2 separate regions of the Zea mays genome follow, and region 2 is linked to region 1. The links are chromatin contacts, called in public Hi-C maps. All regions are on one chromosome and are shown on one strand. Each heading gives the region's core, a stretch centred on a gene start, on an enhancer-like site or on the middle of the called end of the contact. The rest is flanking DNA. Distances are from core to core; before and after follow the strand shown. Region 1 holds the start of LOC109943986. Region 2 holds the start of LOC100193495 (RNA-binding CRS1 / YhbY (CRM) domain protein).

Region 1 (2,653 bases), core at 75-2,574:
TGCTAGAGAGAAATCTCACTCTTGCTGCTCCGAGGAGTCGGCATGGTCTTAATGGCAAACAGATCGATGAGGGGGCCGCAGGCTGCGTCCTCGGCGACGCCGGGGTTGTGGACGATCAGGGTCACGACGCTGCCCGCGGCCTGGAAGGCCCAGGAGTAGGAGTCCCACCCGCTGCTGGTGTAGACCGTCTGGATCGGGAGTACGTCCGACTCGGGGGCGACCGTCACGTTGAGCTGCTCGGCCTGGGCGCAGGTGCGCGCCGCGCTGAAGGTGATGGAGTAGCGCGCGCCCGGCGTCACGGCGAGGCGCTGCTGGATGGATGCCTCGTTCCCCAGCCGCACGGCGTACGCGCCCTCCGGCACCGGCAGCAGCATGTCGCCCTGCTTCTGGCCCGACCCGATGTACTCCACGTACCCGGAGATCTCCCAGTGCGGTATCGCGTTGCGCCCCATCACCCTCGTGCCGTTGAGCTGCGACTTGGGCGGCGCCTCCTCGAAGTTGCCGTTCGGCAACAGGCCTGAGCATGAACCATTGAACCGCGCAGTTAGAACTGACATTTCAGCTTAGCAAACACCTTGGCAATGAGACGCCAGTAGGCCACGCGCCTAATCTGAATTCTGAACTAGCATCGTTAGAAATGGATCGGACTGCAGGAGATGATCCCCGGCCCCCAATTTCAGTTTGACAATAAAAGTATAGCTCGAAAGAAAAATCAAACATAAGCTACGAACTAGTTGTTTACGGCGTGGAGAGAGTTCACGAAACACAGCACAGTTGCCACCTCTTACCATCCTGGATCGCAGAAGCCGCTCGAGCCGCCAAGCAGACGATCAAGAGCAGCGCAGCTCGACGGGCGTCCGGCACTGCATCGCTTCCCCTTCCCATCGTCTACCTTCTCCGGCGCAGGAAGGAAACCACCACAAGTCCACAACGCTCGAACGCAACTGAGATACGTACGTCAGGAACCTATGAGCACACTGAGTTCGTGTCGATAGCTATTTTCAAGCTTGCACTTATAGGGGGACGTGTGGCGTAGAGAACTCTGTCTCGTCGTTGGAACACCCAATCATGGCAGCGATGTTGGCCTGGCCGAGGCGCGTCCTCGTCAGGCCGACAGAGCGAAACGTGCGCCGGATCCGCGGGCGCTTCCACGAACGAGGTGGTTAGCAGCGCATCACCGGCGGGTCCTGACTCCTGACACCTGAAGCGCGGTGTGGGTAAGGAATGGCCGTTCGACCTCCTCTCCTCGGCCGGGTGGTGACTGGGGACGGCGTGCTTGGTACGCCCGCGTGCTCTCACATGGCCGTCCAGAATCACGGAGTTGTTTATGGCCCATTTCAGAGCTCGGGGTCGGGGGTAGTACCAAGGCGCCGGGCAAGTGCAGACTGCAGAGCTAGTGCTCGACGCACCGCCAGTTATTTGCGCTCCCAACCTCAAGTTCGCTCCTACGGTAGCGAAACTAATCACAGCTTTAAAGAGTCAGAGAAAACGGAATGATTATGTTGGACCCGAATCGGGACCAAACATTAGGGTTTGTTCTGTTTGATGGTCTCTCTGTGGTGACAGACGGTCATATTACGGGGCTAGACGGTCTGTGATCGTGCAGCAAGAGTGCACGGTAGAGTTGGACGATCCGTCCCTAGGGTCTGATGGCCCACGCGTGCACGAAGGCAACGGCGGCGGTCGTCTACAACACCTAGATCTCGTCTTCTCGAAATAATCCCGTCAGGGAGGAGCGATTATAAGGTTTGCTTTATAGTCGGTAGGACACTCAAGACGTCTCAAGACGACGTAGAGTCACAGAGAGGTAAAGACGTAGATAAAAAAGACTAATTACTGCTGCTCCTAGAGCAAGAAAGTAAGACATTGATAAATAATTTGATTGGTTCGATCGGTGAAGCGCACTATCAATTGTACTCCATATATATATGGATCTGTGTCGGGGGAATGACCCCCGGACCCTAGGACCCACATGTTAATGAGCGCGCTAAGGAAAGAGCCCCTAATCACTGGGACCCGTTAGTCAATCCGAAGAGATAGATGTGCCAACCCTGGAAGGACTCGTTCTCGGTCGATACCCCGCGACACCGAGCTTGGGACCGTGCATGGTGGAGCCTGACAAGGGAGGACAGGTGTGTCGGAAAGGAACTACTCGAGTGGATCTCGCACCCGGCCTCGGACTGGCCCGCCATAAATGACTGGCCGCATTAATCAGGCCTGGCACCGAGTGACAGCGTGGGCACGGTCCGCTTCCCACTCATGACCTATGAACCCCTCGGGCCGCATAACACTCATGACCCCCCCGAACTGCGATGCATTAACAGCCCACGCGCCCCTCAGTCTACGACGAACTCATGGCCTATCGAGCTAGGCCTAAGTGCGCACACCTCCCACATGGCACTACATGACGGGCTACACCTAGATCCAGGCTACGAAAGTCAGGGGTCGACGTAGCCGAAATAATGACGCCTTGGACCATCGCCGCCCCCACGTCATCCGCTACATAAAATACGCGACAACCAGGCACCCCTGGGCCCCACGAGTACGGATGGACTCACCCAGGGTAAAACGTTGCCTTACGACTCCTTCCTAGAGAATCCATCACTTGCCGACCCTTCTCCCGGCCTATAAAAGGGGGAGGGTCACCTCAGAA
Region 2 (2,653 bases), core at 113-2,612, 280 kb after region 1:
GAAGTGCTCTTCAGGTGTAAGCACCTCGGGATCATGTGTAGGTTCTGATGGATCCTCTGGTTCAATTTTCTTCAGTGCCACAACAAGCCGCTCTTCCTTCTTTCGAGCCTTTATGGAAAATCCAAGAAAACATAAAACACGTTCAGGATAGAGCGATTACACACAAGAGAAGCAGTTTCTTGCTCGAGTGAAGGTTCACTAAATGCCAAATGGCGAATAGGAACATTGCAGATCAAGCTACCTCGCATGAACGCAAGCGAACTTGAATTCTTTGTTTTAAAGAACAACTGTTATCATATCAAAATCTGAAGGAATGCAACTTACTAGCTTCAGTTTGTACAAAATCTTCTCCTCTGCAGTCATTCTTTGAAACTCCTTTTTCTTTTTCCATCTCAAGGATTTCAAAAAATTTGTCACTGCCCTCCTTCCTTTCAGCTTTGTCCTCTTGGGTTTTAGTTCACTAGAACCATCAACCGGTACAGGCACTCCTGGATTCTGTTGTTGAGGCTCTGCAGTAGCCTGATTTCCGCTATTGACTGATGGACTCGTATGGATACAATGGCAGGCTTGAATGCTACAACTCTGCAACAACCTGAAGAACCTAGCATCTCGGTTGAAAACCTTGTGGAAAGTATAACTATAACAGAATCAGAACGTGCAAAAAAAAAAAACTGCAGACGTGCTTCAATAATGAACTGGTGCACCGCTGAGGATCAGAATGCGCTCGTCGGTATGGGTGCGCAGAGACAGATAAACTATAGACCACAAACGTAGAAACGTGGCTGAAAGCAATAAACTGTGTTCGAAGGTTCCCCTCCGGCATTTCAGCAAACACTTGATGCCCACACTATGCCCCGTGGAGGCTTTTACCGTTTTATCACAGACCAACGGCACAGGAGCGACCGAAAGCAAAGTCTAGGCATGAGGTCACAAAATCTGCATCGACCACTTAATAGTAGTAATGAGGGGGAGGGGGAGGAGGATCAGTGGGTTTTGTCTGACTCTTACGATGGTGAGCTGCGCAGACGCGCGAGCAGCTCCAGCGTCCCATGGGAAGACGCCGAGTCCCCACCGTGAGACGGCGGGCAAAGCGAGCGAGGCCGTGGCGCCTGCCGCTGCCACCACCTCGTGTGCCGACGGAGCACGAAGAGACGGCTGGCCATCACCGGGCAGCAGGGCGCACGCAGGTAGGAAGCGCGAGAGAGCGTGATGGAGAAACCACACCGGCGCCCAGGGCCGAAGCGCGCGGGAGCTACGCCGACGGCGGGGAGGCGGGAGCACCGCCGCCGACGCCGACGCCGACCGCGTGGTGGGGGTTCCTGCGCTGCGCGGCGCGACCGTGCGGGTGGGGCATTGCGTCGCGTTGCGGCGCGAGAATTCTGCTGGAGCGCAGCGGGGAAGCTATACTATAGCTGCGTGATCGGGACGAGACGGCGCCACGGGCTCTCGGCCGTGTGGGCCGTGTAAAAAAAAGCATAGATGCGGGCCGTGTCTGGCTTGGCCTAGCCTAGCCTAGCCTAGCAGCCCAGGCCAGTGTGGATCGGAACGCTCCGCGTGGGCTTCCTCCGGCAGAGGCTTCAACTGTGGCGGTGGCCTGAGGAGTGAGGAGGACTGCCTGGCCCTGACTCTGTTTCCGTTTCTTGTTGATTTAGAAAGGTGGGAAAAAAGTTTACCAGTGTCGAGGAGTTATGGGAGAAATTGACTGACGGATACAGGTGATTAGAATCATTACCGAATAGCTCGAGGCCACCTTCTCTGCGTGCTAGTTTGAGAGGCACAAAATCGAAATTTTTTTAAAGGGGTTAGAATCTCCTTAGGGCTTGTTCGGTTGTCCAGGATTGGACCTAAATTTATTCCACCTTATGAAATCTTATATAAAATAGGTAAACAATCCAGACAGTAATAGTTCCAGGCCATCATTCCTGAGGAAGCGAACAGCCCCTTATCCAAAATATCGGTCTTCTTATTCAAAATACCCATCGGTTTTGTGCTCCACGAACTAGTCCTGAGTGATCCAGCCCTTGAGCACCCTGAAGGTAGTCAATGAAAGAGGAGAGGGGCATCACGCGCTTGGTCAATCCGACACCGTCGGGTTTCTATGACTAATTTTCAGTCACTCCATTTTGTTCCATTTTAGTTTACAATTTACTAAATACGGAAACCAACATTTTAATTTCTGTATTTTTTTATAATTTAGACACAGAAATAGAATAAAATAAAAAGCCTAGAAATTAATCCGTAGAAACCAAACGTCTCCTAAGCAAAGACGATTGATCCAATCAAGGCACCTGCAAATGCCTGCATGTTGACAAATGGATAAGCAAGGCGATACCCAGCCCAGTCCACCCCAAGACATTCGGTAAAGGCACCGAGGACCTTTGAACAGGGTAGGGGGAGTTGAAGCCTTCTCGTGGCGTGGCGTGGTCATACACCTGAAATGGTCTCATGGAGTTGAAATGTAAAGGTCCTTGTCAACCAGCCTTGACTCAGAGGGTACACTAGTGGTCACGGCGCTGACCAATCAGGCAGTACCAGAGCGGGGATGGAAAGATGGATTCGTCGCGTCTCTCGCATCACTGACCAATCCAACAGTAACTGAAACAAAAAACGCGGGAGGGAAGCCTTTATGCCCGGTCGAGCATGTCCAACGGCC

Evidence for each region. Hi-C and Micro-C count contacts between places; a contact is called where the count stands out from the background.
Region 2: a contact with region 1 is called in a Hi-C map of tassel, with 5 times the contacts expected there. The contact joins the promoter of LOC100193495 here to the promoter of LOC109943986 in region 1. A contact is called at or near these places in 6 of 25 Hi-C or Micro-C datasets (bundle sheath, ear, endosperm and 2 more).

The regions. Positions count from the first base shown.
Region 1 is chr2:35,050,228-35,052,880 of Zm-B73-REFERENCE-NAM-5.0, forward strand. It overlaps LOC109943986, which reads right to left and starts at 1,325. Exons shown (of 3, transcript XM_020548246.3): 1 at 789-1,325; 2 at 20-517. The coding sequence starts at 885.
Region 2 is chr2:35,328,168-35,330,820 of Zm-B73-REFERENCE-NAM-5.0, forward strand. LOC100193495 (RNA-binding CRS1 / YhbY (CRM) domain protein) reads right to left here and starts at 1,363. Exons shown (of 4, transcript NM_001138609.1): 1 at 1,009-1,363; 2 at 325-637; 3 at 1-108. The coding sequence starts at 1,163.